3 separate regions of the Mus musculus genome follow, and all the other regions are linked to region 2. A link is a contact called in public promoter capture Hi-C data. All regions are on one chromosome and are shown on one strand. Each heading gives the region's core, a stretch centred on a gene start, on an enhancer-like site or on the middle of the called end of the contact. The rest is flanking DNA. Distances are from core to core; before and after follow the strand shown.

Evidence for each region. Promoter capture Hi-C pulls out the DNA fragments that hold promoters and counts their contacts.
Region 1: a promoter capture Hi-C map of liver shows a contact between it and region 2. The contact joins the enhancer-like site here to the promoter of Arhgap18 in region 2. A contact is called at or near these places in 8 of 39 promoter capture datasets (the C10 cell line, cranial neural crest, embryonic stem cells and 4 more) and 1 of 484 Hi-C or Micro-C datasets (epidermal suprabasal cells).
Region 3: a promoter capture Hi-C map of pre-B cells shows a contact between it and region 2. The contact joins the enhancer-like site here to the promoter of Arhgap18 in region 2. A contact is called at or near these places in 3 of 39 promoter capture datasets (the C10 cell line, liver and pre-B cells), 1 of 115 datasets of contacts at active chromatin or transcription factors (memory CD8 T cells) and 1 of 9 other capture datasets (liver).

Annotation. Positions count from the first base shown.
Region 1 is chr10:26,349,684-26,353,109 of GRCm38.p6, forward strand. It overlaps L3mbtl3 (L3MBTL3 histone methyl-lysine binding protein), which reads right to left. Exons shown (of 22, transcript NM_001359254.1): 2 at 2,576-2,692. The coding sequence starts at 2,677. Among named protein-coding and RNA genes, the nearest start is that of L3mbtl3, 23 kb to the right of the region's middle. Within about 2 kb of position 1,673, at least 12 of the 459 cell types and tissues checked have an H3K27ac peak or open chromatin away from gene starts, as enhancers often do. A contact at or near this core is called in liver, where this site is marked.
Region 2 is chr10:26,770,350-26,773,791 of GRCm38.p6, forward strand. Arhgap18 (Rho GTPase activating protein 18) reads left to right here and starts at 2,163. Exons shown (of 15, transcript NM_176837.2): 1 at 2,163-2,347. The coding sequence starts at 2,235.
Region 3 is chr10:26,322,971-26,326,717 of GRCm38.p6, forward strand. The region is part of intron 12 of L3mbtl3 (L3MBTL3 histone methyl-lysine binding protein); the gene reads right to left. Among named protein-coding and RNA genes, the nearest start is that of L3mbtl3, 49 kb to the right of the region's middle. Within about 2 kb of position 2,476, at least 56 of the 459 cell types and tissues checked have an H3K27ac peak or open chromatin away from gene starts, as enhancers often do. A contact at or near this core is called in memory CD8 T cells and pre-B cells, where this site is marked.

The DNA.
Region 1 (3,426 bases), core at 423-2,922, 420 kb before region 2:
CTGTGCCTTTCCTCTACTCTTTAAATTACTAAAGTAAGGTATCCAACCGTCTACTGCCCATAGGTAGATTGGACACATGGTAATTACCCTATAATTACATGAGTGTAAAAGTCATATCTAACAAGCCTGATACTAAAACCCTAAATGACTTAATTGCCTGATTATCTTAATAAAAATAATAGGTTAATTTCTAAAATCCATTGCTTAGAAAACTTAAAAAGCAATCCAGATTTCTTAGGGATGGGAACTCCCCTTTTGCCAAAGGCTAACTAAAACAAAGTTATAAATTTCATCGTGTACCTGACATATAAAACATATCATGTATGAAAATGCAGGAGAGTAATTTTCATAATATAGTCAGAGAATGCGCAACTTGTATCAGTTTGCAGTCTTTCACCATCACCGCTGTCTCACACCTGTGAGTTTATGGATTCTGTCGACTCCCATTTTTTCAGATAAAGCTTACAACATGTAAGGGTTTTAGAGACTCTTCCATAGGTTTTACTTTATTGTTAATTGTGTCTATGTGGCAAGGATGGAGGGAGGGGCTGTGAGTATAATTACCCTTAGAGTTCATAAAGATCCCCTGGCACTGGCTTTACAGGGAAATGTGAGCTGTCCAGTCAAACCAGAGTCAGGTCCTACCAAAGCAGAACATGCTCTTAACTGCTGAGCTACCTCTGCAGTCCCTGACGTTAGGCAACTGGACAAAGGTCACATGCTAACATATGGCTGACATGATTGGAGCTTGAAAAATAGCTTTTTTTTTTTCTATTTAAATGCTATCAGCTTTCTTTGCCCACCACAAGTCACACAGGTGGCACCTGCAGAATGTCAGAACAGCTTGAGTCCCATTTGTTCTTGTATTTACTTCCTTTACTGCAGAGCTGTCATGACCCAGAAGAATTAACTAAGTCTATAACTTCTCATCACACAAAACCAAAACTGGAAACATCTTCTTTTTAATGATTTTGAGTGGATACAAAGTGTGTGTGCATACTTATGAGTGCCATATGCTATTCCCATATACATACACAATATGTAATGTTCAGATGGGGGAATTAGCATTCCTACCTCCTCAAACATTTCTATTTCTACATAATAAAAACCTTTGAAATCTTCTTTCTTAGTTATTTTACAGTAGATCATATATTACTTTAGACTCCTGTTACCCTATGGTATAAAGGACTGCCAGAATTTAATAGTTCTAACTATATGTTGGTACTCTTTTAAAAATAGCTTCTCCAGATTTCCCTAACCCTCACTGGAATGGTTTTGTTTCCCTAATCGCATACACTGGCTCTTCGGCTCAATTAAGCCTAAGCCAACCAAAATCTCAAACATTTTTCCAACGGCAGGCAGATGTTTAAATTGTACCCTTGAGGATCAGTGAGGGCAGGGACTGGGCTAAGATATTTGTCAGGCAGCCATCAAAAGGATTAGATTTCAAGAAGCCTAAGTTAGGGGCAAAATTTTCGATTTGAGGCAGCACAGAACAAGTCTTATAGAGACAGGCCAAGTGACAGCCTGTTAGAGATACAGGAAGTTCAAACACCTGAGAGACTGCATACAAACACAAAGTTTAAAAGGCCACAGGCCACAGACAGGTTCAAGGTCCCAAAGACAGGATCAGAGCAAAAATCACACTAGAAATGAGAAGCAGGGGCCGATGGGAGCTTGCACAACTGTGTTCCATGGAGCAGCAGAGATGGCCCTAACGCAGGCTCAGTAGAGCAGGAGACTCACGGTGGGCTAGCACATACACAACGGGGCAGACTGAACGCCATGAAAAGTAGAGATTCACAGTGGGGCTAGCACATATACAGTGAGCAGGCTAGTTGGCAGACTGACCCGTGAAGAGTGGAGACACACAGTAGGTTAGCACATAGACAGTGTGTACACTGAGCCATAAAGGCTGGAGACACATTGTAGGCTAGTATATATACAATGAGCAGACTGACCCATGAAGAGTGGAGACATACAGTGGGCAGACTGGACCCCATGAAGAGTATGCTGGTGAACAAGTGGTTATACAAAATTCTTATTTATAGCATAGTAAATAGTTCTATCGATTCAAAGTTTTCATTTTTTTTTTATCCAGCTTCTATATAAGGACACTAGGACCCAGGGAATGTGGTCCCCCAAAGCCATTACTAAAATATACAAAAAGCTAGACTTTCTAGGTCTGGCACTGCCATATATATTGGCTATCATCATCATAGAACAAAACCAGACGATCCTCCTCAAAGGTCTTGATGGCTTCCTCAGATTAAGAGCATACTGAAACTATTCTTCAGACCCCTAGCCCAAGGGGTAAAACCCGGCAATCCATCAGTATTATAAGGTAGCTTGCAAATTTACTACAGAATACCACATACTGTATGAAGCCAGAACACTCTATTTACTGCTTTGAATTTTTGTTTCATGTATATACGTTGAAGTACATTGTTTCATGTATTTCGTTGTAAAACAAGCTGACTGCAGATACAATAAATAAATAAATAAATGTACTTATTTACACCTTTTATTATATATATACACACACACACACTTGTGTATGATAAAGAAAGCCTACCTTTAAATCACTCCCTGGTAGGGTACCAACGCCATCCTTCCAGTCCATAACACTAAACACATCAAACTCTTGACCACTTGTGCTAGATGCAGATTCAGTCATGATTTATTGTGTAACCTGGAAGAAGGGAGAGAGAGTATAAATACTTCACATGCACACTGATTTAGTTATCATTATCACGTCTGCTTCCTTTACTTTCTTCACTTTCTTGATTCATCCATCTAAAAACAACCGCTCCAAAGCATCGTGAATGGGGCTGAGGATAGAGACCCTGGGAGAGTACTTGCCCAGCAGGTTTCAGGCCCTCCAAACCCTCTATAGATTACATTTCTGTTTTACTTTGTGGTGTTAGAAACTGCAGCTAGCATTAAGAGAAGCACTCACTCTACACGCCACCCCCAGAGCTATACCACTTTTTTCCAGAGCATGAGCATCTCCACCTTTTCATTTAAACAATTAACATTCTGTTTTGCATTAATCAAGTCACCAACAGCATTGCTATTGCAGCTGGGCCAATGTGAAGTAAACGAGGTTTACTTGAAAATAAGCATTGTGAACTTGGACAGTCAATCTGATAACTGAGATGACAGTCACCAAGTACCTAGCAGGCGGGGAGGGGCTTGTGCACACACTACAGGCTCACTAGATCCAAAGTGGACTCACTCCTGAGTAGAGTTGAGTGAAACACTCTGTGACTTCACACGACTCGGGACCACGTCAAAACTCACAGATTGTTTGCTTCTGGACAGTTCCATTTAATATTTTTGAACAGCTGACCTCAAGTAACTGAGTCCTGTCCTAACTATACTCTCAGAAAATGGAATTTTCTGAGATAAAGGAACTACAAAATA
Region 2 (3,442 bases), core at 913-3,412:
TAGTAACTCTCCCCAGCCTCTGCATTAGCTCCTGTCTCAAGGTTCTTGCCCAGTTTAAGTTCCCGCCTCAGTTTCCCTGATGTGGATATGTAATCCAAGTGAACCCTTTTCTCACCTTGTTGCTTTTGATCTTGATGTTTCACAAGTAAGACAGTGGATATATTATGTAGTTGTTGTCTATTTTTGTTTGTTTTGAGACAGGGTCTCTGTGTGGCCCAGACTGGTCTTGAACTTGGATGCACCTGCCTTTGCCTCCCAGTGCTGGGATTAAAGGTATGTATCACCATACCCAGCTGACAATGGGTATTTTAAATATGAATGACGTTATCTCTCAGTCTTAAATAATGAAAAATATAAACCAGATATGTGTAGAATGGCAAAATCAGAAGCATCGAGGAGTTTTATCTCGGTTAACCAAGAGTGACCACAAAGGTAAGCAAGAATTTCAGTTAGTGACTGGGGATTCAGACCCTTTGGTTGCTTCCTTGCCTGGGTTCAGTCTCCCCACCCACTCCCATACAGACTGACAGTCACAGTTGCAATTGGCAGGACTACTGGCATATACTTGTCCAGAGAATCCCCAAATTTAATGTTCTCAACTGGGTAGCAAGTTCAAGGCTAAAGTCAGGGCTAGAAAGATGGCTCAGTAGTTAAAAGCATATGCTATTTTTCCAGATGACCTGAATTTGGTTCCTAGCACTATGATGGGCAGCTTTCAACTTCTTTATAACTCCATCTCTGAGGAATCAGACAGTCTCCCCTAGCCTCTGGGGCACCAGAACATTTGTAGCAAACACTTGGAGGGACACACAAACATGCAAATCAGTAACCAGCCCAACAACAACAGCAGCAGCAGCAGCAGCAGCAGCAGCAGCAAGGTATGGTTCTAAGAATAGCACTTGGGGACAGAAATAGGAAAATCTATGGTTTGAGACCAGCCTGGTCTACACAGAAAGTTCCAGGCCAGCCAGGGCTATTTCATCTAAATGTGTGTTGTGTGTGTGTCTCTGTGTGTGTGTGTGTGTAAAATAATAAAATATATATCAAGCAAAATGTTTCAATTGAGATTGTCACATATATCAAAGAGCAAGAATTTTTGTTTTTAATTTTTAGGACTAGGAAACCCAGAAAATGATTTTTTAAAACTGATGTTTGAACTTGCTTTTTTCAGTTGACTAAACAAGGCGGTATCTAGGTGGGCATCTCCTGGCACTTACTATCTTATTTTGGTCAAGATATTTCACCTGTCCACTGGCTATACTCTTTCTAATAATATTCTCTCTCTCTCTCTCTCTCTCTCTCTCTCTCTCTCTCTCTCTCTGTGTGTGTGTGTGTGTGTGTGTGTGTGTGTGTGTGTGTGTGTATCTGTGTCTGGCACAAGCTGGAGTATTCTTGGGCATACCCCCAACCCCACCACTGGAAAGTAATAGGTTCTCAGCAAATGTTGGAACTTCTTATTTTGACTATTAACTTTTTTTTTTTTTTTTTGGTTTTTCGAGACAGGGTTTCTCTGTATAGCCCTGGCTGTCCTAAAACTCTGTAGACCAGGCTGGCCTCGAACTCAAAAATCTGCCTGCCTCTGCTGGGATTAAAGGCCTGCGCTACCAAGCCCAGCTGACTGTTAACTTTTAACAGGCATTAGGTAGACAGTTTAAAGTTTATTTTTCCCAAATAGTGTTTGATTAAAAAAAAAAAAAAAAAAAAAAAAAAAAAAAAAAAAAAAAAAAGGTGTGCTTGATATTGCAGGGCACACAATAACACAGTATATTTTGTAGCGGAAAGCAAAGCCTTTCTGGTGGGCCAGATGGCATTGTGACCTTTGATTGGGCTTCTTGGTTTGGCTGTGGTGAATGTCGAATGCCTGAAGGGGTTAAGGAATGCCTTCCTTGAGTGATGCGAAGCAGCAGAAATAATCAGGTAGTAGTAACACATGGGGAAGGGAAAAGACTCTGTCCTAACCACGGTTTCCTCAGGCCCCCTTAACAACTGCTGCTGCTGCAGCGGCGGCTGCTGCAGCCTGGGATTGCCGGGTTTAAACAAAGCTGTGAGTCACACACAGCCTGTAACTGCAGGGCCAGGAAGCTCTGCGGGAGAGGCCACGCCTCTCTCCCTGTGAATCGCTGGCCCGGACAGGGGAGGGGCTGGCCCTTGCTAATGAGCAAGTTGGTCAGGCGAGACAGGAACTTCATTCCCCTCTGTGTCAGAATCCCAGAAATTATGCCCCTTCTCTCACCATGAACTGGCTATCGAGTTCCTCGGGAGTTGTGCTAACTGCTTACCACCCCAGCGGCAAGGACCAGGTCGCTGGGGACAGCCATGTAAAGGGAGGCGACGAAGCCACCTCCAGGTAAGGAGGAAAAACAAAAACCCTCTACCTGCCCAAGGAACAAAGTGACAGGGAAGTTGTCAAGAGCGGAGAGAATCACCTCTGTACTTGAAGCCTGACCTGACGCTGCAACATAGGCGGTTGGCTAGTTCTTTGCATCTCATTTACTCGAGTGCAAGAGCCCTTCTGGTTACCAGTGGAGGATGGGGGGAGTCGGGGGCGGGGGTGTGTGGGAGGTGACTCTGTGGCGCTCCGACCAGTTGCTTAGCAGGTGCATGTGCAAATACTGACTGATCAAATGACTGTATCGGAAACACTCTCTGGGAGATGGAATTCTTGAATGGGCTCAAAACGCCGCTGGAACTGTTAGCTGGGAAAGTCTGCCAAATAGCAGGGAGGCTGGTCACTCTTCTTGCTGTTTTGAGAGTGGCACCCTCCTCCTCTCTCTGAAAGCAGACCGCTTGGGCAAAATGCCCAAGTCAGTGGCCTGTGGCTGTGCTGTTCGCATTCTTCAGTGTGTGTAGATTACTCGCACAGCCAAACACACCCCTCCCTGCACTCTTGGGATTTCAAAGGGGAGTTTTTGTCAGCAGGCAGTAAGTACTCTGTTGGTAGAAGGAGCGTGGTTAATGTAAAATCACTTTATAGGCAGATAGGGCAAACGTTCTATAGACCATTGAGTCGCAGAGTCCTCTCTGCCTCTCTGTGTACTTTGTTCTGTTTTTCAAGGTTGGTTTTTCCCCTGCCTCTTCCTTTCTCGCCTTAATGACCTTCTCCCTAGCTGAAACCAGTAATCTCCAGTCTTAGATAGAAATTGCAAACATTGGCCTGGAAGATTGAAAAAAAAAAGTTATCAGTAAGTCCAATTCCATCTTGATATTAAAGGTGATAATGAACACTTTATTGTTCCTGGGTACTTCACGCCTGTGCCTTCCAAAGAAAAGAATGCCTTCTTTCATTGGTTTCCCAAATCCTTAACCGCGTGGGGCGTGTGAAAAATCAAAGGAAAGGTTAGACCTTGCCTGGGGAACTTTGCTTCTTACTTGTTGCCCTCTGTATGGAGGCCATTGGATAAACTCATTTCCAAAGTTCAAAGGGAGTGGTTGCTTTGGGGCT
Region 3 (3,747 bases), core at 1,226-3,725, 450 kb before region 2:
GCCTTATAACTAATGTACGAAGCAAAATTATATAACTAACATACAAAGTAAAATAGTATAATTTTATGCAGTGGTACATAATATTTCAATATATGAAATAATTATTCTTTCTAAAATATTTGTGTCATTCTATACTCTTAGATGACTATAATGTTTTAGTCATTTACTTTTTCTCTTTCCAATAAAAGTACTCTGTAGGGGGAACAAAAGGAAGTAGTACTTATAAATAGCTTCATAAAAAATAATACATATACAGTGGTTCAATTCTTTCTCTTGTCAATCAAATGTAACGGTAAAGTACCTGCCAAAGTCATGCTGATTATTTCAAAGCAAAAATAAATGTTACTAACTTTAGATTTTTTTGATTTATCTATAAATTACAACTAAGGAAATCTACACCATACTGCTTATTGCCTAAATGTTACATGAAGTCCATCATAAGTATTTATTAAGTCACCATTGAAGCTAAAGCCACCATCTCAATGAAGAAAATAAGCATAGCCCACTCTGACCCATTTTCCTTATACTCTGTCAGTAGCACACAGCGCCCCACTCAAAAGTTGGAAGGCTCCAAACTCATTTCCTTTGCCACCGAACAAGTCATCATAGTCCCATCCAGTGTTCGAAGGCAGACATGTGACAAGTGACCGGCACCAATCACTTTTCACTTCTTCTCCCTATCTCCATCATTTAGGACTTTATGCAAATCACGGGTGAACTACTAATAGCAGACTGCTATGATCCCTGTGGATCAATCGTGGGTGGTTCTGAAAAGCTCAGAAAACAAATTCACAAACACAAAAACCCCTCAATATTTATGATTTAACTATAAAGTGAGCAAGATCATGTTATACAAATTCCAACAGGCTAAGTGAGTACCCCAGCCCCTAGGGTTAAAAGGGAGATGTGCTTTGTTGGAGGTGGGTATTTGTTTAGCTCAGACTAGCCTTGAATTTGCTGTGTAGAGAGTGACTTTCACTTTTTTGATCCTCCAGCCTCCTTTTCCCAAAAACTACATCAACTTCCATGTGTATGCATGAGAGCCAAGCAAGGATATTTCTTCTTTTTCTCTGTGCTGAGAGAGAAGACGTGATTAATGTGACCAGTCATCTCGTGTCAGATAGCTACACTCCCTTCCTTCACAGTGCTTTGAGACCTTCTTCTAGCCCAGAAACCACACTCAACATACTCTAAGTGCAGGAATACAACCTTAGAAGATGATGTCCGCACTTGCCCCTTCCATGCTTCAAGTACTTGCGAACTGATTTCTGCCCCCTGAAACTTTTATTTGAATCCTGTGGCATGCGATGAAGCAGGTATTATCTGACCCCTACAGAAGGGGCAACTAGGCCGCAAGAGTTAAGTAAGCTACAAGGTGCCAGTTTCCACAGAGCATGCCTGACAGTGACTCAACATCCCCTCAGGTGTAACTCTAATCCCATGTCTTCTGCCTTTCTTCATGAACCCTCCAGTGAGGTTGAATCAATCCTTCATTCCACATGCCACACAAGACAGCAACAGATGGTACGGGGTGGGGGTGGGGTGGGGTGGGGTTGGAGGTGGGTACACAATTAAACCCTAAGCACCAATGACTGAGGGCACGTTTCTCTCCTACCTGAGAACACAGGTCCCCAGTGCCAAAGTTCAAGACTTAAGTTCCATTCACTGCATGCCCTTCTGCAAAAACACCACTCAGTGTACTTCCAACTAAACTTAGTAATAAAAGTTCATGGCACTCTAAGACCCATGTTACAAATCAGTTAATATTATATTATGAGAAAACTAAAGTTATTATTATTGTAAACTTGTAAATATTAAAGAGCTGGACCTTGAGGCACAGTTTGTAGTTACTCAGAAACAGCTGGGGAAAGGTGGTTTCTTCCACGTCACCAATTTGATGCTTCCCTTTCGACAGATCTACTCTTTGCTGACTTTTGCCCTAACTCACCAAGAGATCCATCACAACAAACTGAAACCCAAGGGGCTGAGGCTGCAGATCCACGCACTCAGGACTTTGTGCTAAACATATTAAGTCCCATGGTCATGCTGTCCTGGAGCTGGATCCCCAAAGACACGATCACACTAAAATAGCATTTCTTTCCAAGGAAAAATATTTCCCAGTGCCTGGGGGGAAGAAGAGGAGACAATTCTCATCATATGTTCTGTCTCTGGAGCCCAATATCAGGCAAGAGGGAGGGAAGAGGGAAAGAGGCTGCGTATGCAATAGGGGGTAGGGTACAGTATTCCTAAGGTGCTTATAACAGAGCAAGACAATGCAGAGGTTCCTCTATCTTGTACTCTTGTTGTGGCCATTTCAAGTTTAAACTAGAATTTGATCCCTTTGATAGAGAATCCCATAGACAACAAGCAAACCCTATTCTAGGAGCCCAAGGTCACAACACTCCAGCTACCTTACCTTAGCTTCTGCTAAACTGACTGTTTGTACAAAACCCCTCCTCCATCTAACTGCTTATCTTAGCATCTGTTAAAAGATTTTCTTGCGCAAAACCTCTCCCTGCAGCTGCAGAGCAAGACATACAGGATGTGGTTTCTACCTTTTAAAAACCCCTACCCGAAATACTTGGTGCTATCTTTGGGTCTTGAATACCTGAGTGCAGTCCAAGGCTACTGGAGTGAAGACTTTCAATTTGTTGACTCATCTCTGGTAGGATCCTAGTAACAATCCTCACTTTCCTTCCTGCATCTTTATTTTTTATTTTTTGGTTTTTTTAGACAGGGTTTCTCTGTATAGCCCTGGTTGTCCTAGAACTCACTCTGTAGACCAGGCTGGCCTTGAACTCAGAAATCCGCCTGCCTCTGCCTCCCAAGTGCTGGGATTAAAGGCATGTGCCACCACTGCCCGGCTTCCTTCCTGCATCTTTAAAGTAATGTCTAGTTTGAATATTCTGTGAATATTAAGACTGACCTTGAGGCGAACAACTATCAGGAAACCCAGAGGTATATTTTATTTTTAGCATACACTCTTTTCCTTTCCTCAGTCCTGCACACAATTTCCTCATGTTCCTTTTTAGAAGGCAGAAATTCTTCATTACAACTAAACACACACTATCTTGATGTAGACAGACACATGCTTTTCATTTCTTCTGTATAAAGTGGAATACAGCATCTCTATACTACGGGGCTGGGAGCTCTCATTTCAAAACTACTTTAAACTAAAAAAGGAAAGGAAATATGTAACCTCAATTACACACCAAAGTAATTTATACAGGAAGAAAAAAATCCCAAATTCAAAAGACTAGAGAAATAGAGACAGTCCAGCATTAAGCAATTTTAAATGTGCCTTAGTTGCACACTAAGGAAGGGAACACACTTTCTTTTGCTGACAATTAACAAAATATCATTTCATGTCAATAGAAACATAAGTAGCCCTCAAAGACATCCCAGTCTGAAGATAAAGGCATTAGTGTATGCTTTTAAATATGCAGAATGAGTTATAAGAGAGCAGATTTCCCTTTGCATTTATCAGAAGGAAGCAGGGTTCTATCTGTTTATTCACCAGGGCACTTGTGAAAAGCTTCCCATGGTCATTACTTTCTTCCAGAAATCCATGTGCAGAGTCAATGTCATACTGAAGAAGTAATTATGGCTTTAAAACACTGTGATGTCCTGGACAACAGAGGCAGGTTGATCTCTGTGAGTTCAAGGCCAGCCCTGTTCTGCACCTCAAGTTTCAGGAAAGTTAGGGCAATACAAAGAGACTTTGTACTTTAAGAGCATCATACTATG